Linked DNA regions of Mus musculus: region 2 is linked to region 1. Evidence: chromatin contacts called from public HiChIP or PLAC-seq data. All regions are on one chromosome and are shown on one strand. Each heading gives the region's core, a stretch centred on a gene start, on an enhancer-like site or on the middle of the called end of the contact. The rest is flanking DNA. Distances are from core to core; before and after follow the strand shown. Region 1 overlaps Brsk1 (BR serine/threonine kinase 1). Region 2 holds the start of Dnaaf3 (dynein, axonemal assembly factor 3).

Evidence for each region. HiChIP or PLAC-seq counts read pairs in DNA pulled down with a chosen protein or histone mark.
Region 2: an H3K27ac HiChIP or PLAC-seq map of embryonic stem cells shows a contact between it and region 1, with 15 read pairs. The contact joins the promoter of Dnaaf3 here to the enhancer-like site in region 1. A contact is called at or near these places in 14 of 39 promoter capture datasets (the C10 cell line, the HPC-7 cell line, cranial neural crest and 7 more), 6 of 484 Hi-C or Micro-C datasets (the G1E-ER4 cell line, Th1 cells, bone marrow-derived macrophages and 3 more), 8 of 115 datasets of contacts at active chromatin or transcription factors (bone marrow-derived macrophages, embryonic stem cells, microglia and 1 more) and 3 of 9 other capture datasets (adipose tissue, liver and pancreatic islet).

The regions. Positions count from the first base shown.
Region 1 is chr7:4,701,089-4,707,648 of GRCm38.p6, forward strand. It overlaps Brsk1 (BR serine/threonine kinase 1), which reads left to right. Exons shown (of 19, transcript NM_001003920.3): 8 at 3,040-3,186; 9 at 3,596-3,627; 10 at 3,980-4,150; 11 at 4,932-5,029; 12 at 5,247-5,406; 13 at 5,574-5,634; 14 at 6,028-6,397. It also overlaps a transcript of Tmem150b not described here. Among named protein-coding and RNA genes, the nearest start is that of Brsk1, 13 kb to the left of the region's middle. Within about 2 kb of position 1,568, at least 17 of the 459 cell types and tissues checked have an H3K27ac peak or open chromatin away from gene starts, as enhancers often do. A contact at or near this core is called in embryonic stem cells and stem cell-derived epiblast-like cells, where this site is marked.
Region 2 is chr7:4,527,460-4,534,011 of GRCm38.p6, forward strand. It overlaps Dnaaf3 (dynein, axonemal assembly factor 3), which reads right to left and starts at 5,006. Exons shown (of 12, transcript NM_001033548.3): 1 at 4,919-5,006; 2 at 4,728-4,816; 3 at 4,279-4,421; 4 at 3,315-3,408; 5 at 494-651; 6 at 1-165. The coding sequence starts at 4,812.

The DNA.
Region 1 (6,560 bases), core at 318-2,817:
AGAGCAGCAAGGACTGAGAGCACTTAGAGCTGATGAGTAACCATTTCTCCAGACCCAATTTGGTTTTGGGGGGTTTGGGTTTTTTTTTTTTTTTTTGTGGTTTTTGGGTTTTTTTGCTTGATGATCGGTTGGTTTGTCTTTGGTTTTGAGCCAGGGTTTCTCTGTATAGCCCTGGGTATCCTGGAACTCATTCTGTAGACCTGGCTGGTCTTGACCTCAGATTTCCCCTGCCTCTGTCTCCCGAATGCTGGGATTAAAGATACCATGCTGGAAGTTGAACCCAGGGCTTCGTGTATGCTAGGCAAGCTCTCTACCCACTGGGTTAGATCTCCAGAGCCAACGCTCAGCTTTCTGTCATCAGTAGGGAAAGGATAGAGTTCAAATCTCTGCTTCCTCATGCTGGACAAGTAAATCGCTCCCTTTGTGTAGGCCTCAATCCTCCTAATCAAGTAATTATATGTGAACCGAATAATTACATGTGGATAATTACAGTACCAACAATTGTGAAGGTTTAAATTAAATACAAGATCCCAGGTTCCCCTCCAGTACTGCAAACAGATAAGCAACAAAAAACACAGTACAGCCGGGCAGTGGTGGTGCACACCTTTAATCCCAGCACTTGGAAGGCAGGGGCAGGCAGATTTCTGGGTTCGAGGCCAGCCTGGTCTACAAAGTGAGTTCCAGGACAGCCAGGGTTATACAGAGAAACCCTGTCTCAAAAAACAAAACAAACAAAAAAAAAAAAAACCATCACATTACAAACAACTTAGAGTAAGAACTGACCTTGATGTGTCAGTTTTTGTTGTGTGGCTTTTGTTGTGGCCAGAGGGTAGAAGGAACCTAGCTGGTTTCTAACAGAAGCAAGACCTCCCTATTCCAGGACTCACTAACTCACTGATCACAGTGATTATATAAAATTGGACTTCCGAGAGTAATGAGGACCAGCTGTGCTGTGGCTGATATTTTTAATCTGTCCCATAGCCTTTCCCAATAGAATCCTCACATCCCTTACACAGAGGCGATAAGCTGAGGCTCACTGCCAGTGCCATCAGGCACCAGAGCCAAAGGCAGGCTGTCTGACTCCAAGACCAGTCAGAAGGTGCCCTCCCCATCTACCTTCACCCTGCATTCTGTCCATGCCCCTTAGATACCAGGGTCAACCGTTTAAAACATTTGGGAAAGCCCTCAGACTCATCTCTCCCAAGAGCCCTCCTCTAATTCCTTATGTCAGACCAGACCCCCTTCTTACTCTGTCCCAATCCTGAACATTACATCAGCCCATTCCACCTGTATTCCCCACCCGACCCCCGTTTCTCCTTTTATTCTCTTATTCCCTTTGTTATGTTTATTTACGTATTCATGGAGGGGGTGTGCTGGCAAGCGTATTCAAGGCATGCTTGAGGTCAGAGGACAGCTAGCAGGCGGCAATCCTTCCCTTCACCACACCACGTGGGTCCCAGGGATCAGCTCTGGTACAGAGGCTTGGCGGCACATGCCTGGGTTACATGTCATGTCACGGGCCTATTTGAGACAGGTTCTCATATGTCCCAGGCTGGCCTTGACCTCATTATGTAACTGGAGATGAGCATCTGATCTCCTTGCTTCTCCTGCCTCCCTCCCAGGGCTAGGGTTCCAGGACTCAGGTCCACGTCCCGTATCTGCAGTGCTGAGAATTCTGCACAGCTTGCTGCATGTGCTTAGTAGAAAAGCGCTCTACTGCCAACTGAACCACAGCCCCAGCCAGTTTCTCTCTTTCTTTCCTTCTTTCCTTTTTTCGCTCTCTGTCTCTCTGTCTCTGTCTCTGTCTCTCTCTCTTTCTTCCTTTGTTTGTTTTTGTTTGGTGTTTGTTTCAGACAGGGCCTTTGTTTGTAGACCAGGCTGGCCTCCAGCCAACAGAGGTTGCCTGCCATGTCTAACCAAGTTCTAGGATTAAAGGCGTGCACTGCTGCACCAGGCCCTCTTTATAGTTTGTTTGTTTGAGACAGGGTCTCACTGGTAACCTTGGCTGTCCTAGAACTTGCTCTGTAGACCAGGCTGGCCTCAAACTCATAAAGGTCAACCTGCCTCTGCCTCCCGAGTGCTGAGATTGAAGGTGTGCACGAAGAGTTTAGAGAGAGGCTTATTTTAGTTTTGATGTATTTTTGTTTTGTTTTAATGTAGTTTTGTTTGTGGCAGTGTGTCGCATCACCCAGGCTGGCCTCAAAGCTCAATATGTAACCGAAAATGACCTTGAACTTCTGAGCCTCCGGCCTCCACCTCCCGAGTGTGGGGTGTAGGCCTGTGACACCAGTGGTGCTGGGGGTGGGACCCTGGGCTTCCTGGAAGTTAGGCAAGCGCCCCACTGGCTGAGCTACATCTCCAGCCCTATATAGGTGTGGACAGTAAGTATCCAACCCAACTCTCAATCTTTTTTTTTTAAAGATTTATTATATGTATATGAGTACACGGTAGTTATCTTCAGACACTCCAGAAGAGGGCGTTGGGTCCCATTACAGATGGACCATGTGGTTGCTGGGAATTGAACTCAGGACCTCTCTAAAGAGCAGTCTCTTAACCACTGAGCCATCTCTCCAGCCCATCACCTGGACAGTGTTAAGCTCCACCTAAGGAAGGCTCGAAACCTTCCTGACACTGTGGCCCTTTATTCCGTTCCTCATGTTGTGGTGACTCCCGACCATAAAGTTGTTTTGGTTGCTACTTCATAACTGTGATTTCACTACTCTTACGAACCGTGGTGTAAATGTCTGTGTTTTCTGATGGTGTTAGACGACCCCTGTGTGAGGGTCATTTAACCTGTCAAAGGGGCCATGACCCACAGCTTGAGAACCACTGCCGTAAGGAAAGAGACAACGATGTAGCTCACTTGGTAGATTGCTTGTCCAGGACACATGAAGCCTCTGGTTCCATCCCCCAAACTACATGAACTGGGCCTGGTGGTGCATGTCTATAACACCACCACCCCCACCCCCACCCCCGCCAAGAGCTGCCACGCCAGGTTGAGAATCACTGACCTGAGGCTCTTGATGATGTCTTGCACAGGGGGCACTGCCCTTCGATGACGACAACCTGCGCCAGCTACTGGAGAAGGTGAAACGTGGGGTCTTCCACATGCCTCACTTCATCCCTCCAGACTGCCAGAGCCTCCTGAGAGGGATGATTGAAGTGGAGCCCGAGAAAAGGCTCAGTGTAAGCAGCGAGGGGCTGGCAGAGGTGAAGTGGTTCCAGAGAGTTCCTGGAGGGCTGCCTGTAAAGCCTGCCATTGGATGAGTTTGCTGGTTAAGCCACAAGCCCAAGGTCCAGCAAAACCTAAAACTTAGAATCATTCCCAAGTTGGACCAAGGACCCTTGAGGGCGGCGCATTGAGGGATTGGCGGGGGTTGAAAGGCTGGCACTTGGCGTGCAGTAAACTGCTACCTGGGTTTAAAAATGGTCAATCTGCAGGTGCTTGACCGCCACCAGGGGAAGACATGATGTCACCCTGCTTCGGGATGGGTCAGTGACCTCCCGGAGCCAATGCTAATCAATTTTATGTTACTGCTTGCTAGCTATTGTATGTGACCTAATTTCTGCTTCTCTGTGACCCACCCCTTCACAGCTGGAGCAAATTCAGAAACATCCTTGGTATCTGTGAGTAGGAGGGAATTGAACAGTTGGGTACCTGCGGGAGGAGGTAGGGCACCCGGGTCAGAATAGAAAGGTGGAGGGTGGGGTGCCATATTCCTGATGGGTGGGATGGGATGGAGGGACCTACCGTCTCAAACTTCAGAGTATGGGCAGAGGAGGACAAAGCTAAAGAAAGGGAGGGTGTGGAGTCTAGAGGGAGGAGGGCTCCGGACTCTTTGAGTCAGAGTTTGAAGAACTAGGGTCTGGACACCCTCAGTCTGAGGAAGATGGGGACCCAGACTCTCCAGATCCTGGGATGAGGAGTCTGGGCATAGGACGTAACACTAGGAAGATAAGCGTTTCTCTACTATTCCAGGGGCGGGAAACACGAACCAGACCCTTGCCTGGAGCCAGCCCCAGGCCGCAGAGTAGCCATGCGTAGCCTGCCTTCCAATGGCGAGCTGGACCCTGACGTTCTGGAAAGCATGGCGTCTCTGGGCTGCTTCAGAGACCGCGAGCGGCTGCACAGAGAACTGCGAAGCGAGGAGTAAGAGCTCCCAAAATCCTTTTCACCGGCGCCCCACTTCATTGAATGGGTTGTGGCAGTTCCCTAGAAAGCCTGAAGGGGGCGTGCCGCATCCAGTTTTATGGATCTGACAAACTTTAGTGCTGGTGCACGGGAATAATCTGGAAATGCTCAGAGAAAGAAAGCATTAAAGCTGAGATGGGCGTGAATGGTGTCTTCATTACGTAGAACTTAATAAGTGCTTAAGTTGTGACGAACACTGAACATAGGAAGCCAACTATGTTGGCTTGTGGGAAAAAATGGCATTTTGGGTCCAAAAAAGAGAAATAAGACCTGAACACCTGTGTCTGAGGGAGGAAGGCTAGGGGCTTTCACTTGGGGGACTGTGGTGGGAGGGGTGAGGTCTGAACTCGAAAGTTTAAAGGAGAAGGGCTGGGGTCTGGATTCCTTGGTCCAAGGAAGAAGGTCTGGACTTGTACCGTTGGATATGGGGGCAGATCTGTTAGGTGGCCTGAGCTCAAAGATCCACAGCAGCGAAGGGAGGGAGGGAGGTCTCATTGAGACACAAACTTCCTTACCTTACATGGGTTTTTGTTTGTTTTTCATTATGTATGAGAGGAGGGTGTATAGACCAGAGGATAACTTGGCAGGAGATTGGTCCTCTCTTTCCACCATGTGGGTCCCAGGGGTACAACTCAGGTTATCAACCTTGAGTAGCAAGCACCTTTATCCATCTCTCCAGCCCTGGGCACTGATCGCTGACCTCAATCCTCCCTTAACCACCTCCTTCTTCCCGTCTCAGGGAAAACCAAGAAAAGATGATCTATTATTTGCTTTTGGATCGGAAAGAGCGGTATCCTAGCTGTGAAGACCAGGACCTGCCTCCTCGGAATGATGTTGGTAAGAAGGCAGATTGGGCGGTTTAGATCCCAGGATTCCTGAGGGAGGAGGATGCTGTCGGCCCTGGGAGTCTGTGTGTGGACAGCTGGGCATTTATGAGAGCCTCGCTCTGCTATGCTCCTTGGTTTCCCCATCCGTTTACAAGGCAGTCACGTATATGCTGTGTATACCTGGGCAAACTAATCTACTGGGTGGGTCAATAACTCTCTCCCTTCAGACCCACCTCGTAAGCGTGTGGATTCCCCCATGCTGAGCAGACACGGGAAACGGAGGCCAGAGCGGAAGTCCATGGAAGTCCTCAGTATCACAGATGCTGGGAGTGGTGGCTCCCCAGTGCCTACCAGACGGGCCTTGGAGATGGCCCAGCACAGTCAGAGGTGAGGGAGAGGCTGTACCCTCTGGGAGAATCTTCAGTCCCAGAGCGTAGAGGGAGCAGATCGTTCTAGACCCTGCTCAACCTCCCGTGCCTGGGAGGACATGGAAATGGAGAAACACCTGAACCTTCTGAAACTCTCTCAGATCATTTTTTTAACCCTGTAAACAGATCCCGCAGCGTCAGTGGAGCCTCCACTGGTCTGTCCTCCAGCCCTCTGAGCAGCCCAAGGGTAAGAGTAGACCCTCAAAGAATTAAGAGAAATCAACAGAAAATACAATTTCATGAGGCATTCTTGCCTGAGAAGTGTCAAAGACATCCATTTTTGTCTACTCAAGATTGGGTTTGTAGTATGTTTTGGGGGTTTTAATTATTTATCAGAAGTTCTTTGAGTACTTTCAGCGTGCCAATTTCTGCTTAGGCTAGGGTTGCAGCCTTAGTGTGTAAATTGGAGACAGTACTTGTGCCTAAATCCAGAGTGGTGGGTGGGGCTGATTGAACTACAATTCCCAGCATGTCTTGCAGTCCTCCCTAGCGATTCTGAGCAAGTAACAATTAATCCCAAATAACAATTCCCTCCGGGAAGTTGTAGTCCAAATTGTCACTAGGCCCTGCTTTTCTACAGAGTCCGGTCTTTTCCTTCTCACCGGAGCCAGGCGCTGGAGATGAGGCTAGAGGCGGAGGCTCCCCAACTTCCAAAACACAGACGCTGCCTTCTCGGGGCCCCAGAGGTGGGGGCGCTGGAGAGCAGCCACCACCCCCCAGTGCCCGTTCCACGCCCTTGCCTGGACCACCAGGCTCCCCGCGCTCCTCCGGCGGAACCCCCTTGCACTCACCTCTGCACACGCCTCGAGCCAGCCCTACGGGGACCCCAGGAACGACGCCACCTCCCAGCCCAGGCGGTGGCGTCGGGGGAGCCGCCTGGAGAAGTCGGCTCAACTCCATCCGCAACAGCTTCCTGGGCTCCCCTCGCTTCCACCGGCGCAAGATGCAGGGTAAGGGTCTCAGCAGATGCTGGGCTAGGTTTGCCAAATGCTGGATTCTAATGTGGGAAGGAGGGGCTAAACGTCATATGGAAAATTTCATGGCGGGTCTTCAGGTAGGAAAGAGAGCCTGATTCCCAAATCCCGAGACTCTAAAGGTGATGATGACGTTCGG
Region 2 (6,552 bases), core at 3,756-6,255, 170 kb before region 1:
CATGCGTAGGTCCCAGTCGGCAACACCACGCCGGGCATCGTAGCGGGAACCCAGGTAGTGGCGCAACCTCGAGTCCCAAAGGCGACTCATGGGAAAGACTTCAGGTCCCTTCTCCCCACCAGACCAGAAACGGAACACGGCCTCCAGGGCATCCCGCTCGCGGAACTGCACAGCCAGGAAAACATGGAGAGTGACAGAGACGCAGTGAGGGCTCCCCTTCCATCCCATTAGGTGGTAGTGATTATGGGGGCGGAAAAAATGAGGCACAGAGAGCAAAGTCTCCCCTAACCCTAGGCCACAGTAGTGGGAGTTACAGAGGTGGAATTGTGGAATTAGGACACACACACACACACACACACACACACACACACACACACGCCAGCCTGCTCCAGCCCCTCAATTCCTCTGAACTGCTCATTTCCATTCTTCCTGCAGCCACCCAAATTTCAAGCAAATTCCACTTCCCTCCAACAAAGGTGGGCAGCTGTGGCACCTTGAGCAGCCGAAGACTAAGCCAGGGTAGTTGCTCCTCCAGGCGATCAGGCTCCAGGACCAGATTAGCCAGGTGGCTAGCCTGAGCGCGCAGGAAGGCAGCTACCGAGGGTCGCAGCAGCGCGTTCCCCCACAGCTCCAGGAAGGTCTCACTCCGCTCTGGAGGAGGGAAGGATGAAACAGGGAGGGAGACTTGACAAACTGCACCAATCCAGGAACTGCAACCACCACCCAGCACTGCTGATTGAAGCTGGGACTTCCCAAAAGCAAAGCAAGCTGACATATAGTCTCAAGTCTTGTCTTTAAAATATACTTTTAATAAATTAAACTTTTTATTCGGTGTGTGTGTGTGTGTGTGTGTGTGTGTGTGTGTGTGTGTGTGTGTGCCTGAGTGTGTACATCTGTTCACCATGGGCAAGATTTTTCAGAGATCAGAAAAGGGTGACATAGCCCCTGGAATACAATAAAACTATCTGAAAGCAAACCAAAACCAAAACCAAAACCAAATCAAAACACCCCAAACTCCACAATAAAGATGAAATAATTTAATATTGTAACACCATTTTTTTTTTGTCTTTTTCATTTGGTATTAAGGATGAAACCCACTGGGTGGTGGTGGCGCATACCTTTAATCCCAGCTCTTGGAAGGCAGGGGCAGGCAGATCACTGAATTTGAGGCCAGCCAGCCTAGTCTACAGAAGAAGTTCCAGGACAGTGAGGGATATACAGAGAAACCCTGTCTCAAAAACAAACAAACAAAAAGGATGAAACCAAAGGGACTTCCATGTGCTGGGCTCATTCTACCAAATGAGCTATTTGTGTGTGGGGTGTGTGTGGGGTGTGTGTGTGGTGTGTGTGTGTGTGTGTGTGTGTGTGTGTGTGTGTGTGTGTATTTGTTAGAATTTTACAAATCTTACAGAAGAGAGCTACAGATAAACTAAGTTCGAGTTGTTTAAGAACAATATATTCTCAATGCCCTGAGCTACAAGTGGCAATGACCAACTATACTAACAATAAAAACAACACCATTGCTTAGAGCAACTTGTGTCTATAATCTCCCATTGTGGAGCCTGAGACAGGAGGATTCCCAAAAGTCCAAGCCAGCCTGATCTACAACAATATATCTCTGTCTTAACTCCCCAGTGCCTCTCACCCCTAAAAATTTTATTCAGATGTACTAAGCTGTACTGAGTTATGGGACCTGGGGGCCAGAGGGCAAGGGTTAAAGGTACCTGCAACCAAGTTTGATGATGAACTGAGTTTGAACTTTGGAATGAATACAAGTGGTGGAAGAAGAGAACTGAGCTGGTGTTATAAGCCAAACACTACACATTTTTCTATAGAATCCTCGAATGGAGTCCTATTGGTGGGGGATGGCAAGATGGCTCTGTGGGTAAGAATGCCTGCTGCCAAGTCTAAGGATCTGTCCTTGAGACTCATACGGTAGAAGGAGGGAACCAACTCCCGTGAGTTGTCCTCTGACCTCCACTTGTAATCCGTGGCTCGCACATGCACTCACTAAATAAATATATATTAAGGCCCACATTAGTGGAATCTGCATTTTGCAAAGGATGACATAGGAAATAAAAACTGAAGATCTCTCTCCTCTCTCTCTCTCTCTCTCTCTCTCCCCCCCCTCTCTCTCTCTGCCTTTTACATTTTATTTATTGTGTGTGTTCCTATTATAACACATGTGTGGGTATCAGATGATGACCTTCAGGGGACAGTTCTCTTATAGTCCCAGAGATTAAGTCCGGATCATCAAGCTTGATCGAAGGCACCTTTACCAGCTGAGCCATCTTCACAGACTCCATTTGTTTGTTTTTTGAAATGGCATGTGATACACCCCACAAAACCTAAAACTGTGTAGCTAAGGACAACCTGAATTTCTGAACCTCTTGGCCACCTCCCTAGAGCTGTGACCTTGTGCCACCCTACCTGGGGCTTTGTGCACACTAGCGCTCTACTAGCTGAGCTACGTTTTCAAAGGTTTATTTATTTTGTATTTTTGAGACAGGGTTTCACTATGAACCCTGGTTGGCCTGGATCTCACTATGTAGACCAGGCTGGCCTTGAACGCTTTGAAACCCACCTGCCTCTGTCCCTGGAGTGCTGGGGTTAAAGGTGTGCACTACCAGGTCCATCCCATCTCCAAAGCTTTAAATCACACCATTGGAAGGCCAGTATCTTTGGGGGTGGGAGCTTTGAATTTGAATGCTAGAGTCTTTTGTTTCATTCATTCATTCATTCATTCATTCATTCATTCATTTTGAGACAGGGTTTCTCTGTGTAACCCTGGCTGTCCTGGAACTCAGAAATCTGCCTGCCTCTGTTACCTCCTTCCAGCCCAGCAAGGCTGGCTGTGACCATCCACCACCGCCTGAGCGGAGCCACCTGCTGTGCTGCTCCTTTGATGTGCCACTACCTGCCTGAGGCTCAACCTGCCAGAGGCCTGAACCGGTTCTCTTCCAAGAATCTTCCAGAGTTAACACCGAACTGCGATCTTTGCGAGTTCCCACTAAAAGGCTGACCTATCTACTTCAAAGGAACTTTGCTTGGCCAGGGACGGGCCTCCCCTTTTCTTTATAAAGCGTGTTTGCTGACATTAAAATTGAACCTTGAGCAGAAAGCTTGTCTTGGTTCCTTCCTTATCTCGCGCAGCCTAGCCCTTCTTCTCTTCCAGGTTTCCAACATGCCTTTCCAGCCTAGGACCCAAAACATGTGGTCGGCTGGCCGGACACAACATGCCTCTGCCTTCCAAGTGCTGGGATTATAGACATACCCACCTCCCTGGCTGAATGCTAGAGTCTTAAGCAACTGACCTTGGAGCCCCATCTTCTCAGGTTCCTCTAGGGCTAGACTGAAGATCAGCATGTGTCGGGCTACCGCTTCCAGATTATTCTCCAGCACATAAAACTGCACGAGTGACAGACAAGACAATTCTGCAGACCTAGGAGCCCAGAACACCAGCCTCCCCCAACACCCCTGTATGGAGATGGAACCCAACCAGGGACCTTGTAAAAGTTAGAGCAGCACTCCACCACTGAACTCCATTCCCAGCACATCCCCCCCCCCCCCTGTTTTTCTTTCTATTGTGAGGCATAGTCTCATTAGGTCGCCCTTGAACTCTCTGTTGCCCAGGATGGCCTTGAACTTACGATGCTTCTCCTGCCTCAGCCTCCGGAGCAACTATGATTACAGGCTTTAACCACTAGATCCAGCTTGCTAGGTCTCTCTCTTAAGCCATAAGTCTAGATTCGAGATCACCCCTCACACCACTCCTGGAGACCTGATTTTTTGTTTTGTTTTGTTTTTGGTTTTGTTTCGTTTTGTTTTGTTTTGTTTTGTTTTTTTGAGTCAGGGTTTCTCTGTGTAGCCCTAGCTGTCCTGGAACTCACTCTGGAGACCTGATTTTTTGGGGTTTGTTTGTTTGTTTGTTTGTTTTGAGACAGGGTTTCTCTGTGTAACTCTGGCTGTCCTGGAACTCACTCTGGAGACTAGGCTGGCCTCGAACTCAGAAATCCACCTGCCTCCCAAGTGCTGGGATTAAAGGCATATGCCACCACTGCCCGGCTGGAGACCTGATTCTTGGGCTCTCGCTCTTACTGAAGCCCAGGGGCCTCAAATCCCAGGACCTTACTTCCCTAGGACAAGGTCTGAGACTCTTCAGATCCACAGCCTAACCTCTAGGACCTGGAAACTTTCATTGCAATCCTCTCTTCTCTCAAAGGCTCAGGAATCGGCCGTTCATTCCACTCCAACCAGGATCCCAGAATCCCAACTCACATTGAAGCTCCTGAGAGGCCAGAGCGCTGCCCTGGCCAGGGTCCGCAGCATGTGTCTACCATCCACAGAACCTAACAGCAGGGCATCCAGTTCTGGGACCTTGCGCTCTGTTTTCGACTGTGAATCTGGGTCTACAGGAGGACCTGGCAAGACGATAGCAGGCAGAGTCGACTGCTCGTCTCTCCTGCAGTTAGCTAACTTTAGAAGTTAAGAAACCAGCAGGCTTGATACGCCGAGCCTGGATTCCAAAAAACAGCGATACCTTTGCCTTATAGCACTCAGTATTAACCCTTCTCCCCAAGCCAGTTAATTTAGGGAACGTTGGTATACACATCCCATCAGCATCCCCTACCACAGACACAAGTGCTGTGGGCTGTGAGCACAGTCCACAGTTGTAGTAGGAAAGGCACCTCTGTCTAAGACCGTGTGTGGTCTTAGGGTAGACTCACTTTCTGCCTGTAGGTCCAGCGCCGGGGACAGACCCCACCAGGACACACTACCATAACCGGTGCCCGAGCCCGCAGGCGTGGTCATCGCTCTGTGGGACAGGAGTCCGGGGAATTCCACATTTGTCCATCTCATCCCTCCCTTTCTCGCTGCCCCGCTTCTTACCCCTTCGCCTCCACGTTAATCCCCTCACCTTTATTCTTCAAAATATCCGTAGGTAGGGTCCTGTGCTGAGCTCCTGGAAGCCACCACAACAGTTTCCCAGAGGCTTCGCCCACTCTGAGTCATCACCCAATGGGAGCAGGTGGTTTTGCATTATTGCTATCAACTGACCAATTAACGTGAAAAGGTGCCGCTCGCTATGAACTTTTGACCAATAGAAGCTCCGGGAGATGGCTGCGGTGTGGTCTGAAACTGGACACCGGACGCGGTTGTCATAACGACAGCCGGACCAGAGTAGGGTGCCTGCTTTCTGGATCCGTCCTCCAAATTTCTAGGAAAGGGAGGATCTACCTTGCTGCTTCAAATTAAATCAGAACTGAACGAAATGTCTTCCCTGTTTGTCTTTCTTTTCTTTTTCTTTCTTTTCTCTCTCTCTCTCTCTCTCTCTCTCTCTCTCTCTCTCTCTCTCTCTCTCTCTCTCTCTCTCTCTTTCTCTCTCTCTCTCTCCTTCCTTCCTTTCTTCCTTTTTCTTCTTTCCTCCTCCTCTTCCTTCTTCTCCCCCTCCCCTCCTCCTCTCCTCCCCTCTTCTTCTTTTCCCTCCTCTTCTTCTTTTTGAGCCAGAGTCCCTCTTTATTCGAGTTACTCCGAACTCGCAGCAGTCCTCCTGGCCTTGGTTTAAATATTGTGAGCCACCACTCCTGGATTCTAATGAAATCTCTGTGAATCCAAATTATAACAGGAAGCCAAGACATGCCTTCACATCTCTGTTTTGTTCTTTTGTTTTTGTTTCTTTTACACCTGGGCTCTTGTCTGAATACAGGCCTCACTAGGTGAAAAACAGGACCTTGCTCAGTAGATTTTTCTAGAATATATGATCAGGCTATTACTCACAGTCATTACTCAATAATACATCTTTAGCAGGCACCATGGCACAGACCTGTAATACCAACATTCTGAAGTAGGAAAATCAGTGGTTCAAGACCAGTTTGCCATATCTTATTCTAGCCCAGCAAAGGCTACCGCACTGTATAAAAGCTAAAAAAAAAAAAAAAAAAAATCCTCCCTCCTGGAGCTGGGAGCTGGAGAAAGGTTCAGCAGTTAAAGGTGCTTTCTGTTGGAAGGCAGAGGCAGGCGGATTTCTGAGTTCGAAGCCAGCCTGGTCTACAGAGTGAGTTCCAGGACAGCCAGGGCTACACAGAGAAACCCTGTCTCAAAAAACAAAAACAAAAACAAAAACAAAACAATAAAATAAAATAAAAAATAAAGGTACTTTCTGCTCTCCTAGAGAACGGGAGAGTTCAGTTCTCAGCACCACATCAGAAGGATCATAACGGCCTGTACTTTCAGCCCCAGGGCTCTCATGCCCTCTTCTCACCTCTTTTGGCACCCACAAACACTTGAGTAACACACACACTCACACACAAAGAATAAAATTTTCAAATACAAATTTAGAAATCTTCCTCCTGGGAAGATACCTAACACTGGTCTCTCAGATCATGTTAAGCAATAGAAGAACTTACTAGAATGAAGGACAAAAACTAATCGAGACAATGCTACAGAAACGATACCTTCAGGAATGGCGTGACTGAAACACTGTGTTCCATCCCAGCACCACATCAATCCAGGTGTGATAGTACGAGACTATAATTCAATCCTGTGGGGTGG